3 separate regions of the Mus musculus genome follow, and regions 1 and 2 are each linked to region 3. A link is a contact called in public HiCAR-type and promoter capture Hi-C data. All regions are on one chromosome and are shown on one strand. The core of a region is the stretch at or near the end of the contact, and the rest is flanking DNA. Distances in the headings are between cores, read along the strand shown. Region 1 holds the start of Pex12 (peroxisomal biogenesis factor 12). Region 2 holds the start of Taf15 (TATA-box binding protein associated factor 15). Region 3 holds the start of Cdk5r1 (cyclin-dependent kinase 5, regulatory subunit 1 (p35)).

Evidence for each region. Promoter capture Hi-C pulls out the DNA fragments that hold promoters and counts their contacts. HiCAR-type assays count read pairs that join an accessible place to other places.
Region 1: a contact with region 3 is called in a HiCAR-type map of astrocytes, with 7 times the contacts expected there. The contact joins the promoter of Pex12 here to the promoter of Cdk5r1 in region 3. A contact is called at or near these places in 3 of 39 promoter capture datasets (cranial neural crest, embryonic stem cells and liver), 1 of 115 datasets of contacts at active chromatin or transcription factors (astrocytes) and 1 of 9 other capture datasets (liver).
Region 2: a contact with region 3 is called in a promoter capture Hi-C map of liver, with 9 times the contacts expected there. The contact joins the promoter of Taf15 here to the promoter of Cdk5r1 in region 3. A contact is called at or near these places in 2 of 39 promoter capture datasets (both in liver) and 1 of 484 Hi-C or Micro-C datasets (cerebellum).

What each region holds. Positions count from the first base shown.
Region 1 is chr11:83,296,837-83,301,123 of GRCm38.p6, reverse strand. Pex12 (peroxisomal biogenesis factor 12) reads left to right here and starts at 2,147. Exons shown (of 4, transcript NM_001364762.1): 1 at 2,147-2,412; 2 at 2,571-2,808; 3 at 3,083-3,636. The coding sequence starts at 2,683. It also overlaps a transcript of Ap2b1 not described here.
Region 2 is chr11:83,471,017-83,474,989 of GRCm38.p6, reverse strand. It overlaps Taf15 (TATA-box binding protein associated factor 15), which reads right to left and starts at 1,882. Exons shown (of 16, transcript NM_027427.3): 1 at 1,784-1,882. The coding sequence starts at 1,790.
Region 3 is chr11:80,475,747-80,479,547 of GRCm38.p6, reverse strand. It overlaps Cdk5r1 (cyclin-dependent kinase 5, regulatory subunit 1 (p35)), which reads right to left and starts at 2,525. Exons shown (of 1, transcript NM_009871.3): 1 at 1-2,525. The coding sequence starts at 2,039. The coding sequence ends at 1,116.

The DNA of each region.
Region 1 (4,287 bases), core at 898-3,397, 2.8 Mb before region 3:
TTCACACACGTCCTACCACTGAGTTATATAACCAACCAGGACATACTATTTTTAACTTTTTCCTTTTCTCATGGAATACAGTTTCCTTTTTATAGAGTAGTCTTGTGGGTCCATTAATCAGGAAATCTTGACCCTCTGGCTAACCATGATTGATCAACTTTAAACCAAGATTGCTCAAATGGGTGTTTTCCCCCTTCCTCCCCCTTTCACCTCTTTCCCCCTTTCCTCACTGCCAGGTAGCCCACTGCCTCAGGCGCTGGGGTTACATATATATGCCAGCACCTTCTGTCAGAAGAATCTGACCGTGGACACAATGAGCACTTGACACTTGTTCACTGTAACAAGGTTACTTGGATGAAACGTTACTAATTCCTGCTAGAGAGAACGCTAAGGGAGTTATATAGTCCTGTTCTTTTTGAGCTATCTTGTTTTGTGAGCTACTCCATTTAAACGTTGCATCTGTACAAGTATGTGTCGGTACCTCAGGAGACCAGAGAGAGCACTGTATCCCTGGAGCTGGGCTTACAGTTAATTGTGAGCCTCTGAATGTGGGTGCTGAAAACTGAACTCAGGCCCTCTGCAAGAGCAACAAGTGCTCTCACCTGCCCATCATCTCTCCAGCCTTCCCACCTAGAGTTTAAGTTCCTTTTGTTTTAAAATAGCCTGCTTCTGTTCTTTGCAACTAAAAACCTTAATTGATGCAAATGTTTCATTTTCTACCTGTTTTAGCTATTTCTTAGCTGTGTGTTTTTGCTATTCACTTAAAAGCATAAACAGCTAGAGAGATGCTCAGTGGGCTGGAGAGATGGCTCAGTGGGCTGGAGAGGTGGCTCAGTGGGCTGGAGAGGTGGCTCAGTGGGCTGGAGAGATGGCTCAGTGGGCTGGAGAGGTGGCTCAGTGGGCTGGAGAGGTGGCTTGGTGGGCTGGAGAGATGGCTCAGTGGTTAACAGCACTGGTTGCTCTCGCAGAGGACCTGACTTTGGTTCCCAGCACACACATGGTCTGTAACTCCAGTTCCAGAGAATCAAACATACTTTTTTGACCTTTGCAGTTACCAGGCTGCATGTGGCACATACATATATGTGCCAGCAAATACTAGTACAACCTAAAAATCTTTTTAAAATTAAGACCCCATTGGTTAGCATGCGATATTTACCAGATGCTTTATGTAGTTCTCGGGTCCTTAAAACTCAAGGCTGAGCACGAAAGCCAACTTGAATGCTAGCCAAGGATATGTACATAAACCTTAAGACTCTTAAGCTGAAGCCGGGCGTTGGTGGCGCATGCCTTTAATCCCAGCACTCGGGAGGCAGAGGCAGGCGGATTTCTGAGTTCGAGATCAGCCTGGTCTACAGAGTGAGTTCCAGATCAGCCAAGGGCTACACAGAGAAACCCTGTCTCGAAAAAAAAAACCAAAAATCAAAAAAACTTTTAAGCTGAAACAAACATTATTTAAAACAAAAATCTTTAATACTTTTTAGAAATTCAACAATTGCACTTCTGACAGTGACTTTAGTGAAGTATGGATCATACTTTAGAACTATAAAAAAACTTCAAAATTTAAATTGAAACTAAAACCAATCCCTTTATAAGGTTCTCATTATACAAACCAATTGCCCACTTTTATACCCTAAGGTCCTCTAGAGCTGAATGCTACTATTCAGTTCGAGAATCATAACGATCCCTGCGCTGCTAATACTGCTAATACCTACTGAGCTGGAGGGCAGGAATCAATTTCATCTAGCAGAATGTGCCTAGAGCTATAACTTAATTTTACACATGGATGACAAGTTAAGCTGTCTGTAAGTAAGTAAAAAAGTAGCCGTCCTAAATTCTGGTAGGCAAGAATGAATCTTTTGTCATTTTAGTAAAACTTGCTGATAACTGACTAACACTCGGGAAGGTGGCCGACTTTGAGCTAAGCACCACCTGGCAGAAAGGACCTGGCTTGATCTCCCATGGCAACCGGCGTCAGGCAGGGACCCCAGCTCGGCACAGAGGCTCGAGTACCGCCCTCCAGGAAGCTTCGCTCAGAGCTAACCAGGAACAGAATGCACTCACTGCACTAACCCGTCGCCTCGTCGTCAGGGGGGCGGAAACGGAAGTCCCAGTTGGTCATAGAGTTCCCGAGTTCCGGCTCAGGGCTACATTCGATGCTAGAGCGCCTGTCTTCCGCCCGCCGTGTGGAGGTCCTCGGAGCTTCTGTTTCCGGGTACGGTTTCGGTCACAAAGCCGAGACCTCCTTTCGCAGGTGGCGTCACGGGTCCTCTGCTCCGTGCCCGAGGTCAGCAAGCAAGGACGGGCGCTTCTCAGGCAGCCGCCGGAGCCGGGCCTCGCAGCTCCCGGACTGCGGTTCGAGCGACACGTTTCTTGGCCCACTCCCCGCCTCCGAGTCACGCTCTGCCCTGTGAGGTGCAGCATTTGACAAGTCATTCCCCAGACCCCACGTGCCACGTCCCCAGCTCCGGAGTTAACAGTCCTTACTTTGAGACTCCCTCTCCTCCGCCTCCATATAAGCTCCCCCCACCCACCCCCGTTGATTTTTCACTCCTGTAAAATTCAATTTTTAGTTTCAGGTGCCATGCAGAAGGACTAAGACTCAGCACCCGTTTGATACAAAAACAAGTTCATGCTCACTAGAGTGTTCGTGGGAAAAGTGAATCCCAGTTCACACAAGACACAATGGCTGAGTATGGGGCTCACATCACAACTGCTTCAGTGGCGGACGACCAGCCATCCATCTTTGAGGTGGTAGCACAGGACAGTTTAATGACAGCAGTGAGACCCGCTCTTCAGCATGTGGTCAAGGTAAGGTATTACTTCTCTGAATCGTTTCAGGGACGACTGGATAAAACTCCAAACATTTTACTAGTAACCCTAAGTTTGCAATGATCGCCATGTGTCATTTGTATCCAGGACTTAATGGGCATCCATTCAAAGAGCTCTGTACTCCATTCCTATGACCTCAGGAACTCAGACTATACCCCAAAAGCCAATTACTTAAGCCAGGTGTATTGAATTTAAAAGGAAAAGGCTGATGTGAATACAAACTGAAGACTGTAATAAAATGTTTTTGCATCAGGTTCTTGCAGAATCAAATCCTGCGCACTATGGCTTCCTCTGGCGGTGGTTTGATGAAATCTTCACTCTGCTAGACTTCCTGCTCCAGCAGCATTATCTTTCTAGAACTAGTGCCTCATTTTCTGAACACTTTTATGGCTTAAAGCGGATTGTGGCAGGGAGCTCGCCGCATCTTCAGAGACCGGCCAGTGCTGGTCTTCCCAAGGAACACCTCTGGAAATCTGCCATGTTCCTTGTCCTTCTTCCCTATCTGAAAGTGAAGCTAGAGAAGCTGGCTTCTAGCTTGAGAGAAGAAGACGAATACTCTATTCACCCCCCTTCTTCTCGCTGGAAACGATTCTACAGAGCCTTTCTGGCGGCCTACCCTTTTGTTAACATGGCCTGGGAAGGCTGGTTTCTTACACAACAACTGCGTTACATCTTGGGGAAAGCTGAGCATCACTCTCCCCTGCTGAAACTGGCTGGAGTTCGGTTAGCTCGACTGACAGCTCAGGACATGCAAGCTATCAAACAGAGACTGGTTGAAGCCAGTGCAATGCAGGAGCCCGTCAGAAGGTAAGGCCATTCCTAAAACCCCTTTATTAACAAAATTTGAAAATTTGTACCAATCATCCGGTCTACCCTAGCTATTAAGTCACAGAAGTTATTCCTCACATCCATAAAGCATGGGCCACCATCCTGGTGACCTCTCTCATAATAGGCACACCTTTGTGCATGCTTGGTGTATGTAAGAGCCCCATGCGTGGTATTTGCTTTGTGTTATCTTATGCCTCATCACAACCTGAATTAAATGCAGTGGCTTCATTTAACAGTTGAGGGAACCACTAGCCAGAAGATGGCAGAGCAAAGATTCAAGGCAAAGCGATATAATTAATTCTAAAGACTTCTTACCAAGGATGCAACATTACCTTTGTGGAGTGTTAATTCTCTCACAAGTTCAACATGTATGCATCCCAGTGTTGATAAGTTACTTTTTAGGTAAACTGCTTCTTCTGGATGGATTATCTATCTTCCATTTAAAAATTCTCTAAAGTTAAGTATCTGATGCCTTTCTCAAATCAAAACCTAAGTTTCTGTTGTTAAAAACAGCTTGGGGGCCGGGCAGTGGTGGCACACACCTTTAATCCCAGCACTTGGGAGGCAGAGGCAGGCGGATTTCTGAGTTCCAGACCAGCCTGGTCTACAAAGTGAGTTCCAGGACGGCCA
Region 2 (3,973 bases), core at 633-3,132, 3.0 Mb before region 3:
AATCCTAACTTAAGCCTTTAAATTTAAATCTTTCATTGAAATTACTCAGTCCTATAAAAATGTCATTGTCTTATATAAATAATTACAATAAAAAACCAACAGTGTGGACCAAATGTAGCAAGCTTGCAATGCCACTCAGGAAGCTGTTAAAAGATGATGAGTTCAAAGCCAGCCTAGGACACACTGGAAGATCCTGTCCCAAACAATCCCTGAGCACTGCTTACACTGAATCTTGGTAATTCCTACATGAAGAGAGCTATTTAATTTTCTAAGTCACGGTTAACCTACATATACCCTTCCTAAGGATGCACTTGTACATCCTTTTCTGGACCTTTACCTGGAAAAAATATGCCAATTTCTCCTCTGGAACTAATAATCCCTTGTTTGAACAAAAAGCAGAATTTAAAAAGAGCTAACTTCACTTCAGCCTAGCTTTTTCCACCATACAGGTACCCTACCCAAAAAGATGAGATTTCTAGCTCCTCAGTATCATTGCTAATCTGAGGGAAGACCATCATTCTCTGTCCCGTCTTTCTCGCTCCTTTTGAATCTTCTCCAATTGCAGATTTGATCATACACATCCCTCCAGGTGGACTGGGAAAACCTTTAGAAAAGGATTGCCAATTAATTAATAAAAGGGCAAATCTTCCAAGCATAGTGGTGCACACCTTTAGTGCCAGCGGTTAGGTGGATCTGTGAGTTTGGGGCCAGCCTGGACTCCATATCGAGTTCCAGTTGAGCCAAGGATACCTCATGAGATCCTTTCTCTCATAAGTAGGTGAAAAACTACCAAAGTCATTATGTCATCTCAGCCATATGGCTTTAGGCAATGTTTTCCTCAGAAGTAAAGAACTCTCGTTCTGGGTCTGTCTTTGCCACCTGTAAGTGTAGCCCAAAGAAAGGACCTTATGTGGTCAACTGGAACTGTTAGAATTCAGAGGACTTTTAAGTTCTGGTTTAACAGGACCCAGACTGCCTGTCCGGAGGGGGGAAAGCCTCACTTCCACACAGCAGTGGCCTCTATAAATACTAATTTGAGGAAGACGCTGTCCTTGGTCTCTAAAGTCTTAAGGGAAATGCCACGAAGACCTAAAAGTGCTCGTCAGTAACTGGCAAGGCTTAATTCTAAGTTCAGGAGATTAACAAGTGGAGGAGGGAGTACAAAGGTGAAGCCCAATAAACAAACACCGCCCCGCAACCCCAATGGTTACAGCAGAGGGAATGACCGTAGCGCGACTTCGGGTAAGGCAAAGTGCTTCGAAAAGGGCTCCCAGAGCGTAAGACTCCCACCTGATGAATGGGTGAGTCAGGAAGGCCCAGCTCCACTTCTCGGATGGGGAAACAGAGGAACGAGGTGGCGAGACGACCGGCCGGAGGCCTCGCTGAGAGATCTGAGTCGGCGCGGAGGACCCGAAGCCCCCAGTCCTCAGGCTGATGCTCAGATCTCGGCTCCCCCCGCCCTTACGATGGCGTAGACGGGCCTCCGCCCCCCCCCCAACTCACACACACCCTCCCCGGGGAGCTGCTCATCTCCCCAGGTTCCAAGGGCAGGATCAAAAGAGCTCCGGGGCGCTCCCGCCGTGATTTGTAGCCAGGGAGCGTTGGGAGCGTGCGTGCCTCCGGTCCAACATGGCGGCGACGCGGCCGCCCCCCTCCCTCCCCCCACCCCAGCCTCCCTCAGGCCGGAGTCTTTCCCTCGCGGCCCTCCGGTGGGCGGGAAGACGGCCAGAACCCACCGGACCCCTTCTCGCCGCTGCCGCTGCTCGCTGACGGAGTCACCTACCCGACATGACTAACAGCCGCGGCGCGGAGCCCCGCCACGGCCCGCGGAGAACAAGGAAAACGAAAAGCCAGGCGGCGCGGCTGCTGGAGCTGCTCTGAGGGCGGCGCGGCGGGCTGAGGCCGACTGCGGGCCCTCGGCAGCCAATCAGCGCGCGGCAGGCGATACCACTGCGCCGAAGCCGGAGGGGTGATTCCACGCCACTCCGTTCCGCCGAGCCTTAGAGTCCTCCCGGATCTCCCCTCCGCGACCGTACCATTATTGAGAGGGAATTGAGAGAGGAAAGTACCAATGCCCTCCTGGGGCTAGGGGAGGAAAGCGAGCCAGCTCGCTCCGCCCCATTCACAACCCCAGTTCTAGTTTTACCGGGTCTGGTAGACTTTGAAGCTATGAAGCGAAAGACGAGGCTCCCCTTTTATAAATAAGAACTTAATGCCTGGGAAAGTCGATTCTTCCTTTAAAATCGGGAATGGTGTGGTCGGCCTCGCTCGGGCTCTTGCTGCAGAACTTGAACCACTTGGGGGCGTCCCGAGTCTGGGCAGCGAGCGGAACGAAAGTCGTGACAAGCTCCATACCTGATCGCCTCCGGGGCTGTTATAACCACCTTGTCCAATAAAAAAATCGAAGTGAGACCAGAACAAAAATGTGACTTCAGTCTAAGTCACGCGCATAACTGGCTCCGGGAATAAGGAGACACGGGAATGGATCTTTCTTAGTCCTCTGTAACAGCTAACTCTTAAATTGTCAGCGCCTTACATCATCTCATTTAATTCGCACAACAGACTGATGAAATAGTTTCCCCCAGTTGCGGATACAGCCGGATAGCCTGAGGCTAACCAAGGGCAAAGGTGGAATTTTGAAGCCTGGTAACCAGACCCTGTTGCTAAGGGGTTTTACCGGAAAGCCGTAGAGTAAGCTCAGTTGGGAAAAGGGCTTGGAAAACTCGAGAATCTGCAAGGACATTTCCCCGAGTGAGTGACACCTGAACGAAGACCTGGGTGATGAGTTATTCAAGTTGAATTGGGCAAAAGATCTGTCCAGACTTGGTGTAGAACAAGTAATTTGATATGTTTGAAGTGTAGCCTCCAGGGGAGAAAAGTTGAACTTGCCAGAAAAGTAGGAGGGTATATAGCTGAGGCCTCTTAGTTTGAACTTTGTCCTGAAGGTGGTGGATCCACCCACTAGAGAACTTCAAAAGGTGGAGATTAGATATGTATTTTCCAGCTGTAGAATGAAGAATAGGTTGGAGTTGCGAGGTGCCTAAAAGTGGGAGAGAGAAGCGAGACTAAGAATTTTGCTCAGTGATCCAAGCCTGGCCTAACATGCTTGAGTCCCTGGGCTCAATTCCCAGCACTGATAATTTTTAAAACCAATTGAGGTAGCATGGCCCAGTACTAGAAAGTGGAATCAGGAGGACCTCTGAATTTGAGGCCAAACTGGTATACATAGTGAGTTCCAGGACACACAGGACTGCAGAGGGCCTTTTTTATTTTTGTCTTAAAACAAAATATTTTAAGCAGGAAGATCACTTGAGTGGCTTAATAATAATGCTAGTGAGAGAGATCGCAGTGCACTGGACTCATAAAGTAACTGCAGAGGGAAGTGCAGAAGTCACAGACACTTAGGAGGCCATGAAAGCCTATGCAAGAAATGGCCAGATAGAGGTGTCCTGCACTGTGACAGGGACCAAGCGGAAAAGACTAGAATGGAGCAAAGAAAGGGTAAGTTCAGAATTGATACCTTCAGGTCAGAAAAGAGCATGAGGTCCTTTCTCCTCATTGTATCTGTATAGACAGAGGATTTTAGGAACCTTTAGACAGGACCAAAAGGCAAGGCTAAAGAAATAAAGAAATAAAAGTTCTTTCATGACTATGAGCCATGGTACTTTAGCATCTGTATCGAGGAGAGGAACCCAGAGAAGAGCTTATGCAATTGTAGAGAACCAGGCTACAGGAGAAAGAAAGATCTTCTGGGTTCTAATTTTGTTTTTGTTTTTAAGAAAGATATACAGAGTATTGCTCATCTTTGACAGTGTAAGTTTATATCATTATCCAGTTTCCATTTCCTAAGATCTACTCTGTGTGTAGAACCTGGGAAACCCTAGAGATAGAGAAAGAAACCCAGCCTGCTGGTCTCAGAAACTGCAGTCACATAATATAATAGGCAGGGTGCAGGCCTGTGGTCCCTACCAGA
Region 3 (3,801 bases), core at 1,276-3,775:
CGGCCACACCCTGCAGCTGGAAGTGCTCAGCTGCACAGTCACCAAGCTTCCAAACTGATCAGGGGTCACACTTCCATCGTGTAATTGTCCCCAAATGCATCTGTCTCAGTAGGTTGCACAGAGCAAAGCCTCTCCAGGAAGAGACGGAGCTGCCTGGAAACAGCTTAAAATTAACAATTGGGGGGGGGGGGCAGGGATGGGAAACAGCAACACCCCTATTGACTGATCTCACCTCCCCCCAACGATACAGAACAAAGATCACGGGCACCAGCGAGAGGCCTTAGCATGCAAGTGGGCACCAACCTGATCTCAGGCATAGACACCCACCCGCCCAGAAGGCAATGTTGTTAGTGGGTCCCCGGCGCTGTTCTGGCTTTGTACACAGGGTACAAACTGTGAAAAGCTCGCTCAGGGAAGGAGCTGCCCCTAGCTTCACCTCATCCTTTAGCTGGGACCCAAAACGGGTGAGGAATCTAATGAGCAAACCACCTCATTAACCAGCACTAACGTGGGAGCAGAGACAAAAGGATGGGAGGGGAGCTCTGTCCTGCCAGGAAAGGAAAGCCCTTCTCCCTAAAAAAGCACGCAGCAAACCAGGGCCGTGCATGGTCAACAGTCATCAGCAGTCTCTGCAGGCTCCTGCACTGATGCCCCAGGGCTGTGCAGATCTTGCCTCACTCACAACCTCCTGGATCCTGAGTCAGGACAGCCAGCTCCAGGAGCCTTCAAGAGAAACAATACCCAGAAAAGGGCTGATTCCTCCAGGGCCACCAGCCATGGGCCCCAGCTCCGATCATGGGACAGTGGGAAGCCTCATCTACCCTGGATCCATCGTGGGTACAGGTGACATGGGCAAGTCAGTCCCTTGAGTCCCGGAAAGTGAGTGGTCAGCAGCCGAAGTGGCTCTGAATGCATCTTTTGGGTTCGCGCAAGGTTCATCAGTTCGAAAGTCCCCAGAGTTCTTGAAAGGGCTAAAAAAAAACCCCAAGGAAAGAACGTGGGAAGAGGCCCTTGGTGGCTCTGCTAGACACATACTGTACACAAAACTTGATTCTTTTAGTAATAAAATTTAAAAACAAGTGGAATCCTTGAGCCAGGATACCGGCTACAGGGGCTCACCGATCCAGCCCCAGGAGGAGTCGCTTCTTGTCCTCCTGACCGCTCTCATTCTTCAAGTCAGAGAACACTTGTGTGAAATAGTGTGGGTCGGCATTGATCTGCAGCATCTTGGAGCTCATGAGGTTGATAACTGAGAGGCAACGGTCCCAAAAGGCTTCCTTACAGCTCTCTACCAGGAAGGGCTTGAGCGGGTAGGAGATCTCATTGCCCATGTAGGAATAGGAGAGGTACAGACAGGTCAGCAGGACAGCCTGGAGCTCATGGTCGGAGCCCACCTCAGAGGAGATGACATCCCTGCAGAGCATGTAGAGGAAGACCACATTGGCCGGTGTGATGAAACCCTGGTCCTGCCAGCCCTGCAGAAGCAGGGAGCGGTCCACGCTGCGCAGCCAGAGCACGGGGTCCGTTGGGGACAAGTGCTTCAGGCGGTAGCACCGGCGGCAGAGAAACTCACCCAGGCAGCGCAGCAGCTCACTAGTGGACGCCTGGACGATGACCCGTTTGGGTGTCCCTGCAGAGGTGATGGCAGGGTGCGGGGCCTTCTTGACAGAAGAGGAGACCCCAGTCTGGGAGCCAGAAAGCTGGCTGGCTGGGGGTGCGGGCGGCTGAGCCGGCGGGGGCTGGGCGAATGTGGACAGGTTGGCACAGGACAGCGACTTCTTCAGGTTCTCATTGTTGAGATGCGCGATGTTGCTCTGGTAGCTGCTGTTGGGCTGCGCCTTCTTGGAGTTCTTCTTCTTCGCTGACACCGCCACGATCCTCTTCCAAGGCAGCACCGAGATGATGGAGTGCCGCTTCAGGTTCTTGTCCTTGGCGTTCTTGCTGTTCTGCACGGCCGTGTAGTGGCCCACGGTGGCCGCGCCATCCTCAAACAGTGTGGCCTTCCGATAGCTGGGGGATAGGGACAGCACCGTGCCCATGGTGCCACTGCGCGCCCGGCAGGGGCCGGCACCCCCGCGCGCCCAGCCTGCCGGCTGGAGGGGGGTAAAGGCTTACCGAGCCTGTAGCGGCCGCAGAGAGAAAGGAGGCGCTCCCGGGACACGACGCGTTTAGTCCTGCGGATCTGCGTGGAAAACAAGATGGTTCTCAGCCCCGGGCGGGGCTCCACGCCGCGCCCCTCCGCTCGCACTTCCGAGGCCCGAACCCCCGGGCTGCGGCCCCGTCGAGCCCCAGCCTGTGCTTCCACTGCGGCACCGGTCAAAGAGCCGCAGTGGCCTCCGCAGCAGGAATCCAACCAGGCCGCGCACACGGCCCCGGTCCGCGCAGGCTTACCCGCAGTCAGGCAGGCTCCCGCGGCAGGCGCAGCCGCTGCGTCCCAGGCCCTCCGCAATGCGCGCCGCGGCCCGGGTGCTCGACTCGGCGCGGCGGCGGCTCCCTGCTTCTGTCCAAGGTTCTGCAGACGCCGCGGCCCCGCCCCCGCCCGGCCCCCGCCTGCGTCTCCGCCGCGAGCCCGCCGGCCCCGCCCCGCCCCGCCCCGGCGCGCGCCTTGCAAGCCGCCTCTCCGGATCGCGCGCGCGGTCCACACGCCCGCTCGGTCTCGCCGCCAGGTCGCCGCCACTCGCGTCCCTCAGCGCGAGCGGCGCACGGTGGCGCCTCTAGTGGGCGCGCCCATTACGGGACACGGCGCGGGCGGCGGGAACGCGCGAAGCCGGGTCTCCACCTGGAAGGTGCCTGCGCCGCGCGCGGAGCCCGGCCTCGTGAGCTCCGGCGCCGCGCAGCGGAGCTCTCCAGGCGGGAGGGCGGGCGGGAGGGCGAGGGGGCGGGCGGGGCGGAGGGCGGGCCCCGCCCAGACACGTGCTGCCTTTGTTCCCGCCGCGGCCCCCTTGGCAGAGGCTGCGGGCGGTGCGGAGAGCTGGCCCGGGCGCTGGAGAAAGGAAGAGCCGCAATCAGCATCAGCGTAAAAGCCCGGCACCCATTAAGACTCTAGGAAAGCCAGGCCAGAAGGATGAGGGCGGCCTAGAGATCCTATCACGGAGGCTGTCAAAATTGAAGCTGCTGCGCCTTTAGGCCAGTTTCTTATTTGCCCATTTTAAAACTTGATGACAGTAAAATTGCAAGAAAATCTGGTTCTGACTACCGACACATAGTTCACAATCAGCCTCCATGTCCTTCACAAAGGCCACTGCCGAATTACAAGTCATTCATTCTGGACTGGTTCTGGAGACCCAAATTGTCAAATAAGCCAACCTGTATCTTAACTCAGACTCCCAACTCCGAACCTGAGAGAATTCCTGAAAACACCCAAAACAAGAATCTTGTTGAGGTCATTAGGCTTAAGTACTTCCAGGTTAGGGACCAGGGTGACCAGAGAGGTAAGTGCCCTGCCCTGTTACCACCCCACCCCACCCCCCAAAAAAAGTTTTTCCAGGACCTTACCAAGCACACAGGATGGCTAGCTTCGCTGTGGCCCCTTCCTAACAATGTTTCTCATAGAACAGAGTGGTACCTGCTATTACTAGAACACAGCACCTGACACTGGGTAACCTATAAACGAAATAATGAAGTGTTAGCTCACAGCTCTGGAGTATGGTCCAGAGCCAGTAGTAGGACGTGCTGTGGTGAGGATGGAGACTTCAACTCAAACCGGGAAGGGGGAGAGTAAATAATTACATTGGGGGACGGGGAATGAAGGCCAGTGTCACACTGGCTTTCTAACAACTCTGCTCAAAATTAATCCATGAC